Linked DNA regions of Gossypium arboreum: region 2 is linked to region 1. A link is a contact called in public Hi-C data. All regions are on one chromosome and are shown on one strand. The core of a region is the stretch at or near the end of the contact, and the rest is flanking DNA. Distances in the headings are between cores, read along the strand shown. Region 1 holds the start of LOC108474010 (anthocyanidin 3-O-glucosyltransferase 2-like). Region 2 holds the start of LOC108456596 (choline-phosphate cytidylyltransferase 1-like).

Region 1 (4,847 bases), core at 1,872-4,371:
TAAAAATCTAACCTGTGTAGTGTGAATTACCATGCTTTTTGTCCTATTATTAGACAACAGCATGTCCTACATGCTCATCACTCTGATTTTGAATATACATGTCATGATACATTGTATGGGGTTTGGGATGATGTCAAATGATGAAGTTTCTGGCAGTTTAATGATCTGTATTATCTGGTGGTTTATCCACAACTCTGTCTGGCAGCTTGTCTGCAATTATGGTGGCTTAACCACGCATATCTGATCTGGCAATTTTAACTGTAAATCTGGTGGTACTGTCCACAATTATCTATTGGTGTGATTTGGGTGGAAGAGTTCTGGGAACTTTATTTTGGTGTGTAGCGGAGATGAGTAAGATATTTCTGAAAATTTTGCATTCTGATTTTCTGAAAAACACAACATTGGCCTAACTCCTCCATTGATGGTCTTTATGTGATAGCATCTTTTGGCTTGAATGCAGTTGGCATATTGTTTTCGTGTTGTTGTTGTAATTGAAATGTTAAGTATTACTATAGGTCTCACAAACTTGTACCATGTTAATTTTTATGGAAACAGTATGTCACGTCGTGATGACGTATCCCCAACGTCGCAACGAGGAACAACCAATGATTCATGTTGCGGTGACGTGTACTCAAGGTCACGACGAGCCTAATTCAGAGAGTTACATTGCAATGAGGAGATCCCGATGTCACAACGTCAACTCAAAGTTTTGAAATATTTACAATTTGGTCTTACTTCAATATCGAGTTAGCAAAAGAGCTTTTGTAAGCTCATATGACACCCACAAACGATTATGCACCATTTTATACATATGTGTTACTTATATATGAATGTTTAATGGATTTTAATCGAATTTAAATTAATCATAGTTGCTCCGAAAATAAATGTGACACCTTGTAGGTCAGATCCAGTGACCGGGTTAGGTAACTAGGTGTTACACTGCTTATTTTACTTACAAATTGTACTCACTAAAACAACTTACAAATGAATAGGTCAAGTGCTAAAACTCTCAATATATCTAACCTATGCAAGTCTAAAATTTATTAAGTATTATTGGACTTGATAAAAATATCAATTATAATATTAATCCCCACCAACCTAGCCAATAAACTAGGATTATCAATATCCTGATAAAGTTTAAGATAAATCAAATAATTTCAAGATATTTTCACAAAATAAGAAATCCAATTTACTTAGTTCGAATTAATCTAATTTTTAAAGTTTTATTCCTTCATAAGATAAATTTTCACATATGAAACTTGAGTAGTTACACTCATAATCTCGTAACAACCTCAACATTATTAAAAATATTCTATAAAGAAACCCCTCTCCTGCACTAGGAGAAATAGCAATATATTATACATTTTATCACAAAATGAGTGTGCCAAATTTATATATTTCTAATATAAGTATATTAAATAAGCTAAGCTAAATCTTGATTTTGAATACATTATTTTAGAAATAATAATAGCAATGGCAATGTGCTGAAGTTTCATGGCATGTTGTCCACGACATCATCAATAAAACGACATAACGTGGAGTGTGAAGATCCACCGTCCTTCAAAGCCTTCCTACTCCGATCACTCATCTCTTTCATCCTCTTCCGAACGTCACTATCATGTTCCATCAACCGCCTAATTCCTCTCTCTATTGTTTCCGCCTTCACGAGTTCAACCTCACCCCCGCCATCTATCCTGTAGTCCATTTTAATCTCCACCGCTAATCCCAACTCCTTCACCAATTGCAACGCGTTCAGCTGTTGCTCTGCGTAGAGCGGCCACGTCGCCATTGGCACTCCAAACCATATACTCTCCAATGTCGAGTTCCAGCCGCAGTGCGACACAAACCCTCCTGTCGCAGGATGGCCCAAGATGGCCGATTGTGGTGCCCACCCTATGATCTTACCAATCTCAGCCGTTCGATCCAAGAATCCTTCCGGTAACACCTCTGCCACATTCTCGTAATCAGTCGGGTGTCCCATCTTACCGTTTACCTGCTCCGGGGCTCGACGTAGAGACCACAAGAATCGGTGCCCACTCTGCTCCAGGGCACAAGCGATTTCCTTTACCTGATTCGCACTAAAACTTCCCATGCTCCCAAAGCAAAGAAACACCACAGATGAACGTGGTTGTTGATCGAGCCATTGCATGATTGAGTCATAATTCTGATGGATCCCGCTAGAGCCTTCAGTATTCAATATGGGTCCCACCGGGTACACGGGTGGAAGCTTGCCATTAGAAAGGGAGTCAACTGCATGCGATTCGAGCTCTAAAAATGTATTTACCATGATGCCCTTCATTTCTCTCACTTGTTTCGCCATGGAAAGGAGTAAACCAAAACCTTCAGGCTTGAACGTTCCAGATGGAAAGAGTTTAGCGGAAACCGGGTTGACATAAGATGGAATAGTGAACTCAGTCTCCGAGTCTGTTAACTCAACGAACTCAAAATTTTGCTCATCATGAAGAGCTTGAATGAAAAATAGGAAGCCAAGAAAACCAGCACCCGAAGTGCAAAACAGATAGCTAGGAACGCCGAAGTCGTTAGCCAAGTCTCTAAAAGAAGTACAAAATAAGTCGAGAACAAACCCGGCGAGTCGAGGTGAGCCGGGAACTGAGTTCGAGTGCTCAACTATTTTGGTGACGGCCTCTCTCACAAGTGGTTCCTGGGTTTGAACTACACTCCTAATAAAGTTAGCCGCATCTATGTCTGAATCAGGTTGAGGGAGGTGAATGAATTTGATGCGAGTGGTGGTGGTGGCAGCGGTGAGGGAGTCGGCGTAGGCGGTGCGTTCAGCGCCGACGGGTTGCTTGATGATGAGAAAAGAGATGTAGAGGTTGGAATTGAGATCCACTAAAATCTTAGCCACTTCAACTGCGGATACCAAATGGCCCTTTGCGGGGAATGGGATGAACACTAGCTCCGCTTTCTTCATCGTCGAAATGAAAACGGAAACAGGAAAAGAGAAGTTAAGTGTGGAAGAGTTTAACAGCGAAGGATGGGAAAGCTGATTCGGTTTGTGTGGTTTAGTTTTCTCCCGCTTATTAATAAAGACAGAGTGCGTCAGTCAGAAAAGCTAAATGGTTTCAAGTATGATGTCATTGCTTTGCTGTCCAACGTCTGGAATTTATTGGAATCTTCATTGTTGAGTTACAACCGAATTAGCTTGTCAGAAATTTAATTCTATTGGACTGGATTAATTAGATAATAATAGAACCAAGCTTATTTTATTAAGGTTTATTTGATTGTGAGTTAGATTTAATTTTGGGCAAAATTAAATTAACAACTTTCTCTAGAATTTTAAAATTTTCTTCTTCTTTTTTTAGTCTTTTGCTTCATTTTTTTTTTTTTGGTTTTGCTTAACAGTCATGCTAGCTTTGACTATTATCCGTTTTTTTTTTCTCTCCCTCCAACTATCTCTTTATTTTTTTTTCTTTCTTTATTTTTGTTTGCAATTTTATTTTATACGTATCTTTAATATCTTCACAAATTGTGATGGATAAATGAAGATGCATGCCTTCGTTGAAACTATATCAGCCACTAGTATTTTTTTTAAAGAGTGAATAATGAATTATTTCACAAGTTGATTTGGATTCGTGTTATTTTAAGTTTTTTTTTCATTGTTTAATAAGTATTTACTTTTAGAAATTTTTTGTCTACTCTTATAGCATATTTTTTAGTCGTGCTTATACATGTAGTATTACTTTTGTAAGTGCTTTTAGGAATGATTTTGTTGTTGTTCTTTCTAAATTGGTGGGTGTGTAATTTTTTTCTAATTTTTTTCGAACCATTAAAAACTAATTTTCTTATCGTATTAAATTCTTACAATTACTCTAAATATGTCGCACTTGAGTTGTGATAGAATCAATTATTAACGTGCCATAATGTTCATTTGATGTTGAGATTTAAACATTTACTATGTTCATGGAGCTTGCCCTTCACTGTCTATGATAGATGTTTATTGTTTTCTTTTCTTCGAATAGTATAATCCTATTCATGAAATAAATTAATGAATTTCCTTTTAAAAATTGAAAATAAACTTTACTGATTTTTAAAAAGATATTAAGGTTTTAATTCATTTTAATATTATTTAGGGAAATAAGTTAATTTTGGCTTCCAAAAACACTCTTTATAGGATTTTTTTAGAAAATCGCTTTTAGAAAACTGTTTTGTGTCAATAAAGGTTTATTGGTTACACATGGTATTTTGTTAGTGTGATCTTGGTATGTTTTCATTTTTAATTCATGTTGCTTTTAAGGGTTTTTTTTTAAATTTGTTTCTTTATATAGACTAAATAGGGTTTTTTATATTTGTTTCTTTATATAGACTAAATATTAAATATGTAATTATATGATAAAAATATTTTTAATATATAATATGATATTAAATATATTTTATTTTTAAAAAATATCAACTAATTGTTTTGATATATTTTGCTTGTTATTTTTATCTGTTTAATTCATATTTTGATTAATAATTTTTTATTTACATAGACAAAATAATAAATAATTATATGATAAAATATATTTTTCAATATATATTATTATGTTAAATATATTTTATTTAAAATATCAACTATTTATTTTGATATATTTTTCTTTATATATTTTAAAAATATTTTTTTAACAAAATGGTTTGTTTTGCACAATAGTAATTTGAACCTAAGTAACACCTAGGGAAGATGAACACCTAACCGGTAACACCCCATACCTGACCCGATCGCTAAGTTCGAGCTATGGGATGTACAATCATTACCAAAACATCTTCATTTAAACATAATGTATTTCTCCATCATTATAAGAACTCAATTTCATAAACACGATTATTATATTAGTATATCATAATATATT
Region 2 (5,102 bases), core at 364-2,863, 620 kb after region 1:
TTACAAATTCGTACACATCATTCGCAGCTCCACTGGCATCAGCATAGCTGTAAACGGTTCATGGCAAAGTGTAAAGACTACATGAATATTTTAATGCTGGGTATTTACATATTTATCTGGAACTAGAAAGTAGTAGGAAATTTTATACAATTAGGCCCTTGGTTTTTATTTATATATTTATTTTCTTAACACCCTCACAGTCAACATTAATAATTTAATCTCAAAGCAAGAATTGTCTAGCCTTACGGAAGTGAATCATGAGCCACGTAGTCAATATTGTGTTTATCCAGAAATTCTTGATCGATCACCCATGGAGCATCAGGAATGACTTCATCAACCCACCTGTAACAAAATAAATAACGAAGTCATTCAAAGTGAATCTATATTTAAGGTTTCACTAAATGAATTAACAGTTATTTTGAGGAACAAAGTTAATTCACATTTTGCAAAGCAAAAATGAAAAATCTTATTGTAAGAGAAGATAACTGATTTACTTCAAAGTGTAAACAAAAAGTTAAGTAAATCTATATTTCAGGTTCCACTAGATTGCAGCCTTTGCTAAAGGAAATTTACCGAGATTTTACTTCCTAAAAGCAATAATTGATTAAAAGAAAAGAAATAACACAACATCAAATTCTAACATAATTATTCCGTTGAATAGTAAAATTAAGCCTAATCCAAAAATTTTACAATTTTAATTCTTCAAATCTACTACTTTCACAACGAAAGGAAAATTTTCTTGAAAATCTCAAAAGCAAAACTCAAGTAGCAAAAGCAACAACCAAACTATACCTCAAATATGCATCCTGGGTGATCTTTTTTTTTATAATATTTTCAGTAAAATAAACAGAGTGGCTGAGAGTTATACTTGCAATGGCGAAGGGATTCATAACGTTCTGATTCGGTCATAACAGTTTTGCCCTTGTACTTGTGTGTTGTTTCATCATTGCAACATCCAACCAGCAAATACGTATTGGGAAACCTAAAATCTCACAAAATTGAATCGCATAATCAGGGAAAAAGCAATCCAAGCATGAAGTTGTGGATATACAACATCAAGTAAAAGCATCTTTTATGCAAACAAACATAATAAAAATTTAAAAAACTTGACATAAAAAAAAAAAACCCAGAAAAGTTACACAGATAAAAAATAACCAAACATGAAGATTTTGAAAGAAATCCATTAATCACGGGAAAATTCGAAAGATACCCAGAAAAGTAATAAAATCAAACATAGAAAAAAGAGAGAGAGAGAGAGAGAGAAGGGATTAAAACGGACGATTTCTTGGCTTGTTCGAGGGAGCGAGCGTGGCCGAAGTGGAAGAGATCGTAGATCCCATCGGCGTAAACACGGACAGGGCGATCGGGATCGGAACTGTTGCTATTATTACCGTTGTTGCTCATGGCGGAGATTCTAGAATTAAGAAAAAAGGGAAAAGGAAATTGGGAGTTCTGTTATTTCTTCTGTCTCATAATAATAAATAATAATACTAATAATAATATAAATTGGATTTCGGCTTTCCTCTGAACCCACAGCCTGGCTGAGAATGCATACGCGCTTCTTACGCTTCTATTTTACTTATTTCAATTTCTTTTCCTCTTTTACTCTTTGCGTTTATAATTTAACCTTGACTTAATACAGTCTTATATCATTTTATTAACTTGGGTTTAAATTTTTTTACCCCCTTCATTCTCAAATATTATAAAAAATTTATCAGTTTAATCCTTTAAATGTTAAAAAACTGATTAAAATATCCAATTAATCATAAAATGCTATGTATCAAATGATATTATCATTTTATAAAGTGGATGTTGAAAGGATTAAGTCTCAAAGCCTCAATGGAATGTGTCCTATGTGAGGATTTTGTCTCCTGCACTTTGAGGAGAGCCCGAATGGCTCACAGAGTATAGAGATTACTTAGGTATGCTAAGGTAAGGTATAAAAGCCTTTATTGATGGTTCAATCTCTGGCAGCCACATTTTGCATTATTAATATTTCTAACAATATTGAAACCTTCCCGTGATATTGCAAGTCATATCTATATCAATCGAGGTGTTCTCTATACTCTGTGAACCCTTCAGGCTCTCCTCGGAGTACGAGAAACAAAACCTCCATGTAGAATAATACATTCAATTGAGGATCTGAGACTTATTATTCCAAAAGTGAGAATAAAGTTCAACATAGAGACGCAAAATCGAAGACAATTAGAGAATTTACTATCTACATAATGAAAAGATGTTGTGAGAAGTATCAAAGAGAATTGATAGAGAAGGGAAGGAGCCAGACCTTCACGAGAATCATGAAAAAAATATTGGTAGATTTGGCGAATATGTCCTTGTTTGAGAAGGATAATAATGGTGAAGGAGTTTTGTGCCCAAAACAATCTTAAGCTTCAAAAGAGTATTTTTAATTTTAATTTTTGGAGAGATCAAATTCTACTTTTATTTTTATTTTAGGGGCATGTAATAACTATTTAGGATATTATGTATATTTTTTTAAAATTAGAATTTTTATTATGTTTTGTTTTGTTTGAATCTTTATAGGTTTACCACATGTTTGGAGTCAAAAATTGTCCAAATCATTTGTGGAGAAGTAGTTGCCTTTATTTGTAGATTCGAGCTTAAATCGAAATACCCTTCTCTAACCTTTAAATATGAGGATAATGCGCTTCAACACACTTGAATCCATGTCCTCTTACACTGACAACAATGCCAATGCTAGTCGAACTAAGATTCAATCAACCTTTTCCATATACTTTTAAATATTGAAGACAATGTTTGATTTTATTGCGAGGGGGGATTTTGGAATGTTTCATGCATGTTTTCTATATTTAGTAATTTTTGTTCAATTTTTAAAAATTTTCATGTTTAGGTTTTACATGTACTTAGAATTTTTTTTTTATTTGAGGACATTGGACGTGATTGCAAAGTAGGTAGCATGAGAGCTAATGTTATTGAATATGATAAGAAAGCATGCTATGTATTGTCCATAAAATAGTCCTTGGAGTTTCTATCGTTAGACTGTAACAGACTTTGAATTATTCATTTTCCGCTTTCGTGGTCATATCCTAAATTTGTGATTTTCTTTGGTAAATGTTGCATGTCTCATAAGATGTGCATAGATTTGTAATAGACCATAAATGAATGATTAACTTTTTTGTATATCTTTAGTCATAATGTTTACAACCAAATGCATAAGGAATCTTATGTCTTCTATTGTTGAAAAAAATCTGTTAAGAAAATAATTTTACAGTTACAACAGAAGATTTAAAAGTTTTCAAAACTGAGCTACTTTGTGATATTTATAGTTATAAACTTCAGTAGAATGGTACATGTTTTTTGTTAAGTATGACTCCTATTTCAGTCAAATTTGAGAAATAATCTTCTAATTAAACTCTGTTTATTTATTTCAATCAAACACTAATTAGTTTAGATTATTTTATTATTATTTGACCTATGAATTTAGCCTATAAATAGGCTCTTTTACAACTTTAGAAAATACACCCATTAGATATTAGAACTCATAATACATTTAGAGAATTTTGTGTTTACGGGTTCTTTGTTTTCAGGTTTTCGGGGTTTAATTTTTATCTCCATCTTTTGTACTATTCGTTCTTTTTCCATTATAGTAAAATTATCTTTACCTGTGGTTTTTTATCCTCTTTGGAGGGGTTTTTCCATGTTAAATTTGTGTGTTCAATTTTTCAATTTATTTTGCTATTTTTTTACTTGTTTCTTAATCGAGTCGATCCTAACAAGTAGTATCAGAGCTAGTTCAATTTTCATAGATTAGCCCTGTAACACCCCCTAACCCAATTCGTCGCCGAAGGGGTTCTGAGGTATTACCTAACGATCACATCAACATTTGAACACTCATATAGCAAAATTAGACTGTACAATACTATGCTACCAAGCCGAATTTATAAATAAATATATTTCTAATAAAAATTTTAAGCTTATAAAAAAATATGTTATAAAAACTCATGCCAATATAAAATTACACAGTAAATTCAACATTTATATGCAAACATAGTATAATGTATGCACATAACAAGAAAATATGAAAAGAATTCATTAATAAAACTAACACAAATCAGTGTCACGATTCCTTTGGTCTCTTTTGAACCTGGTTAGTTACCAACTCATTTGCTTATCGTTACTTACAAAATCAATTGACCATTTTACGAATTCATTTAAAAACAATTAATAAGTTAAATCGAATGCCATCAATGCTTGATATTTACTCAACAAATAAGATATATATATATATACTTAACAAAAATCATGCGCATGAAGTAAATTTATAACAAGACCAAATGTGCATCATTTCTCATCAATGTTTAAGTAAAATGACCATGTCCATTTCAACCATTTTGAACGTCTATATAAAACCATATATGCTCAATGTGCATACCAAAATCATATATATATAATAAATACCAATTAATAAGCTTAAAACATACTTATGCTTGCCATTACCACCGAATATTAATATCCAACCCACAATTGATCAAATTATAAGTATAAATATTCGATCATCAACCAAGAACATATAAAACAACTCACTTATCACAACATATACATATCATGATTAAAATTACACCACCATAGCATATAATACTTAGACTCGATTAATGCTCATTATTCCATCATATTCAAAATTTACCAAACTAATATTATAACCCATATTGATCATTACGATAATCAAATACGCATAGTTTAGGTATCACAAATAAAGGCAAACTCAAACCACAACCAAACATAACCAAACTTTAACATGTAAATTAAGTCATTAATTCGTGCATATTGGCCGGCCACTAATTCCTATTTTTGTCCAAATTGCAACCTTAATATTCCATAATATAAAAACAATTATAATTTGGCCCTTATGCATTAACCCTTAAATTTTCCATTTTATGCGATTAAACCCTTTTTTATTAATCGACCTCCAAACACTAAAATTTTTAAATGAAACTTTCACAAAAGCAACTTTACACATTTTAAACATAGAAAATAATATTTAAATATTATTCTGACTCGGATTCGTGGTCCTAAAACCACCATTCCAATTAGGGTCAAAATTGGGTTGTTACAAGCCCATT

What was found. A called contact is a pair of places that touch in the nucleus more often than the background predicts.
Region 2: a contact with region 1 is called in a Hi-C map of leaf, with 2.0 times the contacts expected there. The contact joins the promoter of LOC108456596 here to the promoter of LOC108474010 in region 1. A contact is called at or near these places in 2 of 5 Hi-C or Micro-C datasets (both in leaf).

Annotation. Positions count from the first base shown.
Region 1 is chr7:13,238,310-13,243,156 of ASM2569848v2, forward strand. LOC108474010 (anthocyanidin 3-O-glucosyltransferase 2-like) reads right to left here and starts at 3,122. Exons shown (of 1, transcript XM_017775910.2): 1 at 1,189-3,122. The coding sequence starts at 2,932. The coding sequence ends at 1,493.
Region 2 is chr7:13,856,613-13,861,714 of ASM2569848v2, forward strand. It overlaps LOC108456596 (choline-phosphate cytidylyltransferase 1-like), which reads right to left and starts at 1,614. Exons shown (of 8, transcript XM_017755146.2): 1 at 1,280-1,614; 2 at 869-982; 3 at 247-342; 4 at 5-47. The coding sequence starts at 1,404.